Linked DNA regions of Mus musculus: all the other regions are linked to region 3. Evidence: chromatin contacts called from public HiCAR-type and HiChIP or PLAC-seq data. All regions are on one chromosome and are shown on one strand. Each heading gives the region's core, a stretch centred on a gene start, on an enhancer-like site or on the middle of the called end of the contact. The rest is flanking DNA. Distances are from core to core; before and after follow the strand shown.

What was found. HiCAR-type assays count read pairs that join an accessible place to other places. HiChIP or PLAC-seq counts read pairs in DNA pulled down with a chosen protein or histone mark.
Region 1: an H3K27ac HiChIP or PLAC-seq map of cardiomyocytes shows a contact between it and region 3, with 7 times the contacts expected there. The contact joins the promoter of Tarbp1 here to the promoter of Itgb1 in region 3. A contact is called at or near these places in 2 of 39 promoter capture datasets (the C10 cell line and liver) and 3 of 115 datasets of contacts at active chromatin or transcription factors (bone marrow-derived macrophages, cardiomyocytes and large pre-B cells).
Region 2: a contact with region 3 is called in a HiCAR-type map of astrocytes, with 3 times the contacts expected there. The contact joins the promoter of Coa6 here to the promoter of Itgb1 in region 3. A contact is called at or near these places in 3 of 39 promoter capture datasets (cranial neural crest, embryonic stem cells and liver), 1 of 484 Hi-C or Micro-C datasets (uterus) and 2 of 115 datasets of contacts at active chromatin or transcription factors (astrocytes and embryonic stem cells).

Annotation. Positions count from the first base shown.
Region 1 is chr8:126,472,539-126,477,200 of GRCm38.p6, forward strand. Tarbp1 (TAR RNA binding protein 1) reads right to left here and starts at 2,527. Exons shown (of 30, transcript NM_001159907.1): 1 at 1,717-2,527. The coding sequence starts at 2,527. It also overlaps the pseudogene Gm6091.
Region 2 is chr8:126,421,022-126,425,301 of GRCm38.p6, forward strand. Coa6 (cytochrome c oxidase assembly factor 6) reads left to right here and starts at 1,480. Exons shown (of 2, transcript NM_174987.4): 1 at 1,480-1,809; 2 at 3,982-4,280. The coding sequence starts at 1,666. The coding sequence ends at 4,077. It overlaps Gm51604 (a long non-coding RNA gene), which reads right to left and starts at 1,349. Exons shown (of 2, transcript XR_003947620.1): 1 at 1,248-1,349.
Region 3 is chr8:128,682,702-128,686,920 of GRCm38.p6, forward strand. It overlaps Itgb1 (integrin beta 1 (fibronectin receptor beta)), which reads left to right and starts at 2,953. Exons shown (of 16, transcript NM_010578.2): 1 at 2,953-3,258.

The sequences.
Region 1 (4,662 bases), core at 1,277-3,776, 2.2 Mb before region 3:
ACCAGTGAGTGAAGGAAACATCAAAATTCTAGAAAATCTATTGAAGAAGTTTCAATGCTGGCTGGGCTTTGTCGACTCGATACTAGCCAGAGTCACCCAGGAAGAGGAAGCCTCAACTGAGAACGGCCTCTATCTGACTGGCCTGTAGGCAAGCCTCTGGGGGAAATCTCTGACTCATGATTGATGATGGATGGTCCAGCTCTCTGTGGGTGGTGCCAAACCTGGGCAGGTGGTCCTAGATTGTCTAAGAAAGTAGGCTGAGCAAGCCAATAAGCAGCACCCCTCTATCATCTCTGCATCAGTTCCTGTCTCCAGGTTCCTGCTAACTTCTCTCAGTGATGGAGTGTGACCTGAGAGAAGTGTTCTGAAATAAATCCTTTCCTCAACAAGTTTCTTTTGGCCATAGTCTCTATTCCAGCAACAGAAAAAATAACTAAGACAAACAGACAAATGGTAAGTCCCAGAGGTTCCAAGTCAAGAAGAGAGAAGGAAAAAGGAAGCAAGGGAAGAAATAACCACCTGATTACTCAAGAAAACTTCCCCAAATCAAAGCTCATTGACTTCCAGACTGTGTAGGTGCACATGGATAAAAAGGAGGTTCCAGGATGCCAGGGCCCTAAACCCCTGGTACCCTATAGAGAAGTCACAGACTGCCCTTGAGCAGGATCCAGAATTATCTCAACTTCAAAACAACAAGAGTAGCATCTCCAGCTTCTAGATGGATGGATGGAAGCCTTTAAAATGTGGATGGAAATGTCTCCCCCATAGAAGTTGGACCTGAGCAAACTATCACTCAAGCCCTAAAGACAAAACCAAGCTGTTTACAGTCCCAGCTCTGCTTTGAATGCAGGAGGCCCCAAGAGAGCATTCCTGCAGAGACAGGAAAGATGGATCACCCACAAAACCACAAATGTGCAGAGACCATGAGGAAACACAATTCCAAACTTCAGAAAGAAAGCGTCTGAATCCTGAGTTCCAGATTCAGAGAGAGCAAGCGAGAGAGACCCTGGCCCAAAAATAAAATGGAGAATAATCAAGGACAACACCTGTTGACTTTAGGCCTGGGCGCAAGCACACACGATGACTTAAGGGTTATGTTTAGAAAGCACTAACTAACCCTGCTCCTAATATTCCTAAAGGGAATGTCAAGGGATTAATATTTGATTCCGTACCTCGAGTTTCAAACATTAACTTGGGTTACACAGCACCCTTCTTTCAGTTTGATACGGATGTCAACTTTTTTTCTATCAGGATGTAAAGGCGTGGAGCAGGCTTGGTTTTACACAGAGCATGCTACCGCGTGTGCGATATCTTAACCTTCACTGGGTCCACTTTTCCCAAAGTGCAGGAGGAGGCCGGTGTAGGGTACCACATGCAAGTGTCAAATCCGCTCAGGATGAGGTGGACGCCCCTTGAAGGCTGGTTTGAGGTAGCAGAGTGTGGCTGGGGCAAAGAGATAAGTAGGTGCCAGTCTGGAGAGATGGTTCAGGGGTTAAGAGCACTTGATGTTCTTCTAGAGGACTGGAGTTTGACTCCCAACACACACATCAGGTAGTTCACAATTGCCTTTAACTCCAGCTCAAGGGGATTTGATGCCCTCCCAAGCATACGCACGTGATGCACATAAACTTACACAGGCACGCGCGCGCGCGCGCACACACACACACACACACACACACACACACAATTTTGTTTTTTAGAGAGACAAGTGGGTACCTTTTGTGTCCTGGGGGCTGCAGGAGCAGTCCACCGCCAGCTCTGCAGACACCTGTACAGCCCTCTGCAGCAGGTAGCGCGCGCGCTTTCGCGTGAGCCCGTCCTGCGCGCGGCCCAGCCCCGCCTGGACGGTTCTCCAGAAGCGGCCGCAGAGACGGGCGTCGAGATCCCCGTGGCGCTCATGGTTGGTCAGCAGCTTCTCGGCCAGTGCGCTCAGCACCAGCAGTTCTGGCCCAGTGCTGCCCTCAGCTCCCGGTCCCGCGGAGCTCAGCGCGTCCCACGCCGCACGCAGAGCCGGTTCTGCGCTCTGTGCCAGCGCGGGCAGCAGGCGCGCTCCCACGGCCGGCGGCGCGTCCCCGGCCAGCGCCAGCTCCACAGACGCGCGCCCCAGGCGACGCAGCAGCGGGGCATCCTCCGGCGCGCGTAAACACGGCGCCACGGCGGCCAGCAGCTCCACGGCTGGCGCGCTCGGCAGCTCGCGCAGCGCTTCTTCGGCCAGAGTGACTGCCAGCTCCGGTCCTGCCAGGCGCGCGCACGAGCGCAGCGCCGCACTCGCCGCTCGGAGCACGCGGGGCCTCGCAGGCCCTCCGCCCTGGGACGCGTGCAGTAAGGGCACCAGGTGGTCCCTGGCCACCTCGTGTGCCGCCTTGGCCAGCGCGCCGGCGCCCGCGCCGCGCTCCTCCAGCCGCTGCAGCACCAGGCGCAGGGTCTCCGCCCGCTCCGCACTCGCCTCCCCGCCGCACAGCGCGCCCAGCAACTCGCCGGGCTCCCGACTCTGCGTTAGAAGCGCGTCCGCCAACACCCGCTCCATTTCGCGGGGAGTAGACCTGTGCGCGTGCGCCGGCCACCCTAAGCGCGAGTGCGCGTGCGCGGCGAGAGGTTCCCACCCACACATACCCTGCCCGGCATAGGACCGCATAAGGTTCCTTCAACTTTGTTGGGAGTGTGATGCCTCCTGCCACTCACAGTTTTTAGTAAAAAGAGTTGCTGCAGACATAGTATTACACCAGTTCCGAAGTTCCCGATTGGAAATAGGCCTAGGGCCTAAATTTTCTAGCTGGCCCTAAATTCACATAGATATCCTGCAATCCCCCCAGATGGCTGCTTTTTAAAAGGGTGCATGTTAAGAGTTACCACAAAGTCTCTAAAACAATGGATCACAAATGAAATCTGGATTTATGTTTTGAAAATAAGTTATGAGAGCTGAGAAGATTGGTCAGTAGGAAAAGGGCATGTTATGAAAGCATGAACATCTGAGTTAGGATCCCATGGAGAGGTAACTACCATCCTGCGTGGTGGAGACACATCTCCCCGCCGCCCCCCCCCTCCCCGACTCCCCCGAGTCGCTGATGAGCCAGTATGGCTGAGATCAGTTCCAGGTCCAGTGAGAGAGCCTGACTCTTTTTTTTTTTTCATTAGTAGTAAACTTTAATATTGTTCACTTTGCACAAGAAAAGTGGCTCACTAAGAGCTGGGGTTCTGAGGAGAGAATGTTTAGGCATAAATGGGGGAGCTGTGAGAGGCCTGGAGCCTTGGTGAGGGTGGGGCTCTGAGACTGAAACCCAGCCACCAACAAGGAAGAAACTAGCCCCACCAGTGTCACAATGGTGGACAGCTCTGTCCTCACCTTTGGCTGAACGCGGGACCCCTAGCCACCAGGCAGGGTCTGGGCTCCAGCCTGCATTGAGGCATCTTGGCAATCAAGAAGGGAACTGAAAACGGCTTCAGCGAGTGGACGATGGATGAGCCCGTTCAAGGCACAGTGTCCATTAGGAATGATAGGCCCGCGCTCCCCCTGCTCTCTGAGAGTCCAACCTGGGTAGGAGCTGGCAGGCCCCAGGTCCCCTCAGTTGGCAGAGTTGTATTGTAGGACTTGCTGAGAGGCAAAGAGCTTCTTGACAGCCAAGGCCTCTCCCGGCTGCCCCAGCACCAGACAGTTCTCTTTGTTGTCTGACCCAGCAGCCTGGGCTGAAGACTTCTTAAAGTAGCACAGGCGGCACACGGAGTGATACTTGTCGGCTCCGCCAATCACCTCCACCTCTTTCTCCAGACCCAGCCTCTTCGTGTAGGCAGCTTCTCGGAAGCACTCCATGCACACAGCGGTGAGCTTCACCACACTCTCCGCCAGGGGCACCAGGTTCAAGATGCTGCCGAAAGCCTTCCTCTGGAAGGTCCCATCCAGTGCTGCCACAATTACTGTCTTGCCCTCGTTGGCCATCATTTCACAGAAATCCACAATGTCAGGAAAAAACTGCCCCTCATCGATGCCAATGACGGCCACACTCAAGGACTCCTGGGTCACATCGCGGAGCATGCAGGCTGGCAATGCGTCAATGGTGTTCCGATCATGTGTGGAGAAGCTGTTGCTATAGCGCGTGTCTTTGGCATACTTGATGACCAGGCACTTGTACTGGGCGATCTGGAAGCGCCGGACTCTTCTCATCAGCTCCGTGCTTTTCCCTGAGAACATGGGCCCGAAAATCACCTGAATCTGCCCCCGGGTCTTGCTGGGGGAGCTGGGCAGCACGGTGGGTAGATTGATGTAGCTCATGGCAGCTGTGCAAACTTTAGCACCGAGAGTCCGTGGGTGGGGATATTTCGCCGCACTGCACGCAGCCTGGAACATTTGCCCGCCAACAACTCAAAAAGCGAGAGCCTGACTCTTAAGAACAAGGTGGAAATCAGGGTATGGGTGACACAAACCTTTAATCCCAGCCCTGGAGAAGCTGAGGCAGGAGGATCACTGGGAATTCAAGGCCAGCCTGGTCTACAGTGTGAGTTCCAAGACAGCCAGGACTACAAAGGATGCCTTGTCTCAAACAAACAAACAAACAAACAAACACAAGGCAGAGGGCGGGGCAGGGGTGGAGTACGCCTTTAATCCCAGCACTTGGGAGGCAGAGACAGGCAAATCTCTGACTTCAAGGACAGTCTGGTCTACAGAGT
Region 2 (4,280 bases), core at 230-2,729, 2.3 Mb before region 3:
CCATAGATTGCTGTGCTAACCAATGAGGACGTCAGTATTTGCATATACTGCTGTGGTAACCAATGAGGATTCAGTATCTGCATAGACTGCTCATTTTCTCAGCAGTGTTGCATCTGTCTTGTGCACCTTTAGAGAAGGAAAGGGTTTCTATGTCTTACGGTTTGTAGGTATAGTGAATGCCTGCACTGCAACTTGTCTTTTCTGTCCATTTCATGATGCTGTTTGGGTTTGTGTAGATGAGTGGGGCTAAAAAAAAACCTTTTCAAGGCTGCATGCATGTAGTACCCCCATGCATACAAAATAATAAATTTTTAAAAATTAATTTTCAACCCCTAAATCATATTTTCTCATACAGGTCCACCAGAGTTTTGAATAGGACTTTTTTTTTTTTTTAATATATTGGCAAGACACTGGGGAACATACAATGCATAATGTCTAACACCTTCAACAAAGTCTTGGATGGCTCCCATAATCATGTACATTAATCCTTCTACAGCAAACCCTCTTAGTTAAGTGAGACATATAAAGCATTATCACACCATTTTATCCCTCTCCCTCCTCTTCCTCTCTCTTATAAATCAATGAGTTCCAAGGAGTTTGTTATTTCAGAGTTGGGGAGGTTCTGTAACTAGTACAAGTTAACAGTAGCAAGAATACAGGTAGAATTTAATTAGTAAAAGTCGAGAGGAACCTCCTGGAGGAACTATCTGGAATTTGTCTGTAGAAGGATTTTCAGTGCAAATTTAAATTTCTACTAGCACCATCTCTCTAGAAACTGTACACTTTGCTAAACTTCATTTGTTTATAAGAGCCTCACTTTCTTGTCATCTACAGAGCTAAACTTCACTACTGAAATTGCTACTGTTATTTCAGTTTCCAATGAATTCTTGATTATGACGGTCGGGAAGAGATATACAGACAGCTGTGGCTGGCTGCGAACATCACTGCTTTTATTTCCCATTTCATTCATGTCTGCTCTTGATGTACCATTATGCACAGTCATAATTGCAGCCATATCGATAAAATGAGATAAATATACGAGACAGGGTTTCTCTGTGTAGCCCTGGCTGTCCTGGAACTCACTTTGTAGACCAGGCTGGCCTCGAACTCAGAAATCTGCCTGCCTCTGCCCCGCAAGTGCTGGGATTAAAGGCGTGTGCCACCACGCCCGGATACCTTTTTATAACCTGACATTGATAAAAGGCACAGGGAACCTCTAGCATGGCCAACCTCAGCTTCACCCTCACCCAGAGTCGGCGCTCTCCGGCGAGCTATCCCCTTCTCACCACACTCTGAGAACGGAGCTTGGTGCCGGCTCGGCCGCCTCCGCCAATTCCGGGTCCCTCTTCAGCCAATCAGGGCAGCCGCAGCTACAGAGGGCGGTACCAATCAGATATTAGTTTCCGCCCATAGGCCACGCCCCTGGTGCCGGAAATTATCCGCCGGAGAAACGGACTCGGCCGGAAGTCCCGCCCTTCTATTTGCAAACGGAGGCCGGGGCAGGTCAATCGGCGGCGGGTACTTTCGCAGTGAGTTTCCCTGTGCAGTCGGTGGACCTGCGGGGCGACACCGCCGTGCGGGAACCACAGTCCACACCGCTCTCCCACGTAGGCTGAGCCCCGGTCGCATGTTGCGTGGCTTCCCGCGTGACCACTGCAGGCAGGAATGGCAGCCCCTTCCATGAAGGAAAGGCAGGCATGCTGGGGTGCGCGCGACCTGTACTGGCGCTGCCTGGACGACAACGCGGAGGACGCGGCCCGGTGCCAGAAGCTGAGGAGCTCGTTCGAGGCCAGCTGCCCCCAGCAGTGGGTAAGTCCCGCGGGGTGCAACACATCCCTGCGCGCACCCTCACCTTAGGGTGGGTTTTGAGGAGCAAGGTCACGCGTTGGAAGTCACCAGTTAGTTGGTATTACTGGAGAAAATGACAGCGCTACCAGACTCTGGAGAAGGGACCTGGTGGTACAGCGCTGTGACTTCTGCAGGCGTCCATAGCCTTTCTCACAGCTCCTCCCCTAGAGCCTGGTCATATTAAGCAGTCTGGCTCACTCAGTATTAGTTCTTCCCTCTCTTCGCCTTGTCCCAGCCTCTGTCGACTCCTATAAAGACTGAGAGGTGTGTCCAAAGACACTCGTGCATGAGAGGGTGGGGAGGAGATGGAGGATCATGGGAATGTGTTCTGAGAGAGACACTTGGATTCATTCGCTGGGATTTTAAATTCAGCCTTGGGAGGTCTTGCATCCAGATTTATGCCGCGGGAGTCATGCATCAGAGGAGAAACATTTCTCCAGGATGAAGCAGCCTCTGTAGTGGAGGATTCGAACTAAGATCCTGAAGTGTACGTGTACTCTGCTCTACAGCGGTCCTATGAGAAAGATGTGGGCATGTGCTATGCAGGGACAAGAGAACCACAGCTCAGGGTGGCTGGTGCACCCACAGGTTCGGGAGGAGAAACACCCTAAGAGGTGCTGAGTTCTGGACAAGCTGTTGTCAACACCAAAATACTGCTCTCGCTTCAAGGGCTAGTCTGTTTTGTAGCCAAATATGAGTGACTGGCTCAGGAACAGAGTATGAGGTTTTCCCCAGATACCATTTGGCAGAAGTTTTATGCAGTCTTATGGAACAGAACAAACGGTGGAAACAAAAGGTAAGTTTGTTACAGCAAAGGAAGCCTTCTGGTTGGTGGAAGCCAGTGGTCTGTTAAAACATTACAGAAGGTTTCACCTGTCACCAGGGTGTTATGTCAGTCACAGAAGAGGGCAAGGGATTAAGAGAGCTTAAGAGTAGAGAGAGCTAAAGACAGACCTGGCAGCAATCAAACCTCTCCGTAGTCACTCCCGTTCTGATCAATCAGTCCTGTAGAAGGTATGGCTTGTCCCACCCCATTTAAGTTGGGATGGAATGCCTAAATTACCTTTAAATGTAATTGTCTCTTGGGGCATTGATCCTGACAGATGTTACAATAATTTGCCACAAAATGTGAGGGATATCATATGCTTTTTAATCTTATATCCTTTATGCAACACCCATTCTAGTGCAGTTAGTTCAAGATTGACAGACAGACTGAACAGATTTATGAATACCATGTCAAATACAACAGAGGGACAGAGGCCATCAAACCAAAGGGACTTAAGGGGAGGGATGAGGCTTCAGAGGAAGCAGTGTTGTGACAGGCTTAGTGGAGCTGTATACAAACAGTTCCTTACCCACTCTGAACTGGGGTCCTGTTTCCCATGAAGTTAAAGATTGAACATCGTGTTCAGAAACTGTTTGAAACCTACACCTGGGTTGGCAGTCAGGGCTACCTTTGATACTCTGGGCCAGAGGGTGCGCCATTCAAATCTGCCTGTTATGCAAGAGAACACGATTTCTCAGTGAACAAGGCGGGGGGGGGGGGGGGTCCATTAGGGCATACACTGAAGGCTTTTAACAAGAGCAGCATTTTCTAGTCTCACAGTGCACATGTTGGGGGGGAGGGGGTGTCCTGCATTTGTCCTGTCTACAGGTGCTGGGTCAGTATCACACCCCATGAAGAGAGAGGAAGCTGTGAATAAAAACCCCAAATCTTCATAATGTGACTAGTTAGTCATTTGTCTGCCTCCCCAGATGTGTGTGCTTCTAGATAAAACAGAGTTGAGAAAAATGCCAGGGGCAATAACTTATTCGACACACTGAACCTATAGCCAGCAATCATCTGTAAAACTGAAAGTTTCCTGACCTACTAGGCCCCAGTGTGCATAAAACTGTTTCATAAGTTCCCAGGTCGTTTGGACACTAAACAGAAACACTAGTCATGAAGGATAGACTCCTGGTTCTTCAGGCTTCTTAGAAGCTGACTAGACTCCTGACTCAGGATTCCAGAATACAAACTACCATCCTGCTTCAGTATCATTGATAATGAGTAACATGCTACGTTTAAATCTGTGCTTTTGATTCCCTAAGCTGTGTAACTTGCTCTAATGTCAGGCCTTTTTATCTCCATAGATAAAATATTTTGACAAAAGAAGAGACTACTTAAAATTCAAGGAAAAATTTGAAGCAGGAGGATTCCAGTCTTCACAGTCGACTGAAAATTCCTAGGCTCTTTCTGGACTTTCACACAAGTGGAATTTACTCCTCTGGACTTGCAGAAATGATTCCAGGACAAAAGCAGCTTGAGTCACAGTGTGTATCAGCACTTGTTCTCTGTAAACAAGAGTTACTAAATTGTTGGAATAGCAAAAGATCTCATCATCCAAACTATGAAGGACTGCCTTAATTAAAGTGAGGGATCTATTCTAAGA
Region 3 (4,219 bases), core at 1,703-4,202:
AAGCTCCTCATATAATTCATATTGCATTCTTATTTTTTGCATAGTTGAGAAATTATATATTTTCAAACTAATGTTTTTAGAGTTCTTTCCCACAGCCTTAAGGGCTGTCCCGAAGGTCCTAGCATTTACCATTTTGCTAAGACATTAACCACACCTTCACCTCCCAGACTACTGCTGTCTCTGAATATCATGGAGTCATTCCTCAAAGGAAGGACATAAAAATACGTACATTATTATACAAATAAGCCTTATGCCACAGCAGCTCTGTTTGCCCTGTCCCAGGGGCAGGAGCCATGTCATTCTATCCCCACCAAGGTCATGTCAGACTCAGGAACCTATTTTTATTTTGCTAATTTGGATACACAGACCAAGTGGAAAATTTGTTTTCCTTACAAGAAAATAGAGTGCTCCTCATCTTCTCTTAATAGAGATGAAGACATGGAAACACCCCGTGCATACATTGCAAGCAAGATCACATTTGCATTTCCCCTATACCCTGGTCCAAGATGGAGGGTTAGTCTACCATGATGGTTGAATTTGAGATTCTGGTGCTAGAACCAATAATGGACCCCAAGATGAGGATTGTGTGTATAGTGACTAAAGGAAGATTATTTCTATCTGGTACATGGAGAACAAGAATAATGTAGATAATGATTGTTTATGACTAGAGTCTACCAAGGAAGAAAACTTGTGGTTTGGAAAAACTGGCACATCTCATCTCTGACTGCCTCAAATATGAACTGTCTGGCATTCCAAATTCTACTACTGCTCAAACATTGTAATACATGAGCTGGATAGAAAGATAGCAAAGATATTGAGGAGAAACAAAACATGGCTGAGAGACCCACTCAGGCTGAAAAATGTATCCAAGCTTGAACTTGCTTACCTTCATGGACTCAGACTCAGTCTGTGGCTGGCAGTGGAAATCCTGACGATTGAAAGAAAATGCTCTAGCACAAAGAGAAATGCAAACAAAGAAGGATCCTGGGCAAGACAGGAATTTTTCCCTCCCTCCCTCCCTCCCTCCCTCCCTCCCTCCCTCCCTCCCTCCCTCCCTCCCTCCCTCCCTTTCCTTCAACTCGATCTATAGATGAGGCTGGCTTCAAACTGAGAGATTCTCCTGCCTCTGAGTCCTCCCAAGTGCTGGGATAAAAAAATGTAGGACAGGGGCTTTTGATGGCCCACTTGACTGTTTCTTTTTTTAAGATTTATTTATTATTATATGTAAGTACACTGTAGCTATTTTCAGACACCAGAAGAGGGCATCGGATCTCATTACGGATGGTTGTGAACCACCATGTGGTTGCTGGGATTTGAACTTAGGACCTTCAGAAGAGCAGTCAGTGCTCTTAACTGCTGAGCCCTCTCTCCAGCCCCCTACTTGATTGTTTCCTATACTTCACTCTTTTTCACGGAAAGAATTCTATTTCTACCCTTGGGTTGTTACTAAATAGCTGCAATAGCTATTGCTGGGGAGAATAACCAACAGCACAGTAAATGCTACAGTGGAGAAAGGCTTACATTTTGAAAAAGCAAGAGGCAGCTTATATTTTCTGCCAAGGTAGAACTTCAATCCTCCAGGCACAGGGTAAATGGCTGTGGGTGTAATTGGACCTCATGCTTCTGCCACTACAACTTTCTTGTTGAGATGGACTGTACCGTGTAACTGTGAGCTAAAATAAATTCTTTCATTAAGTTGCTTTGTCAGTTATTGTGCCCCAGTAGTGAGACAAGTAATTAGAACAATGTTCATGCATTTTACATAGCTAAGTAACTGCCCATCTCTTAACATTTTTATGAATTCAAGTATAGCTACATTTCTGAGCAATTATGGAACTTATTAATTTCTATTTTCTTCAAAGTTTATGACTTGTACATGTAAATTGGTATTCCTCTGACAGCTTAGGTTGAGTCCTGGGAGAGCAGCACAAACACTATTTTGTGTGTGTGTGTGTGTGTGTGTGTGTGTGTGTGTCGATCTTGTGGTAGATTGTTCCCTCCTCAAGTCACACGAATGAAAGCTCACACAGTTCAGGCCAAGCATTGATAAAGTATGTTTATAAAGCTGTTTCTTGTGCAGAGACTGGGCTAATGGTTTAACTCAAAGTGGTAAGATCAATACCTTTAAAGGCAACGAACGTCACTGAGCTTTACCGCTGGGCTGCCGATGCAGACGTAGCCTTTTAAGTTCAGTCATTTACTAATTAGAAAAACGATGCTCATTTATTAAAATTTTAGTTAAACAATACATTTGATTTGCTCATGGGCAACATATAACTTTTCCATAGTGATTAATCTTTTTTTTTTTTTTTGGCATCCCAGTTTTACTCTTCCAGAACAGAAACACTATTTCTTGGGTTCATAAACCCGGCAATGAAAGCTGTCTTTACGGCTGGGTGCCCTGCTCCTCCTGGCAGCCCACACTCTTCGGGTAAGCTGATGGCACCTGCTGTCCCACAGCTTTCAGTATGACGAGGCAAGTCCAAGTTTCAAGCTTCTCATTTAGATTTTGAGACTGGCTACTTTTCAATTCTTTTTCCAGAAAAGAGAAAGCAAGTGCGCAAACATAACATTTTTCCTTTTTGTGCTTGGCCACCCAGATAGAAAATTGAGCAAATGCGGCGCCAAGGAGCGCAGGGTGGCACAGCAAGGGTGGAGCGGGAGTCTGCAATCTTAGGGTGACGGGGCGGGTCCGAGGGCTGCCTGCAGAACACCCGATCCTTCTTGTCCCCTCAGCCCACAGAGAGGTCTGGCTCGGGATCCCAGGGACCGGACACAGACTGCGGCTGGGCTTTCCAGCCGGGCGGCCGGCGCCCTCGGTGGTTCAGCGCGGTACCCCAGGCAGAAAGGGCCGAACGACCGAGCTCCTTTGTCTGCACCCTGCCCCACCTTCCTTCTTCCTGCCGCCTCCCCCTCCTTTTCAGGCGCGGCTGACGCGGCGCGGAGGAATGCGTTTCCGGAGGGAGAGAAAAGCCGGGCAGCCCGGGAGAAAGAGCTTCGCGGCGGGGGCGGGGCGGGGCGGCTTCCTGAGGGACAGGCGGGCCGAGTCTCCGCCCACTCGCTGAAGAGCCGCCAGACCCGCGGAGCGGCCGAGGCCCGCCGACGCCACCCGAGACCAACCGAGAAGCCGAGGCCCGCCGACGCCGGCCCGAGACCCTCCGAAAGGCCGAGGTCCGCCGACACCGACCCGAGACCCTCCGAGAGGCGGAACGCGGCGGAGCCCGGGCCGCCCGCGTGTCGGGCGGACGCTGCGAAAAGGTAAGGCCGCGGGCGTGTGGACGTGCGGGCGTGGGCTCCGGGCAACTCGGGCTAACCAGGCGTGTCTCTGCGGCCTGGGCCGGGTGGAGTCCGGTTTTAGGGACCGCGGCGCTCGGCCTCGTTCGGCTGCAGCTCCCCGCCCCGCCCGGCCTTGTCCTAAGGGAGGGTCGCGAGCCCAGTCTGTCACACCGGGGCGTGGCGGGGTTCAAGGGTGGGTACGACAGGGATCTGGGTGCCGCTGACCTTAGAGGGGTTCGGTCCGTCGGTGCCCAGCGGGCGCCTTTCCCCAGCGCGGCGCGGGACCCTGGGAACCAGGCCGCAGCGCCCGTGGTCCGCGAGGCGGTGCCCACCCGGGGCCTCGTGGAGTGTGGCTGCCTACCCTTTCTCGTGCCTCCTAGTGACAGGCTGGGTTAATGACCGCGCTGATCCCGAATGCCACAGTGAATTTGAACTTTTAATTTGAAACCTAGTAATAACTAGTAATAAATTATCCTATTTCCGTTTCCTCATCTTTAAAAGAGAAAAGGAGTTCCTACACTAATTATAGTAATTCTTGTGACACGAGGGTCAGACCCAGCTCCCAGCATGTAAACTCCCAGCATGTACTGACCTCACTGCAGAACCCTGATCCTGATCCATGGTGGTATTGGGACTGCCTATCTCATTTTACAAAGGAAGAAACTGAGGTGCAGGAGTTTTAAGTAATTTGGAGAGTTCATGGGCTCACCTCCAGAGCCTATATTTGAACTTTAAGTAACCTAACTAATGTAAAATAAAGAAGGCATTTTGTGTGTGTGTGTGTATGTATATGTATGGCAAGAGGAATCCAGGGCAATGCCTCAAAAAAAAAAAAAAAAAAAAAAAAAAAGAAAAGAAAAAAAAAGAAAAGAAAAAAAAGAAAAGGACACAGTAGGTAGTGAAATGTAAAACCACAACTTAGACAACAATGCTTCATATACAT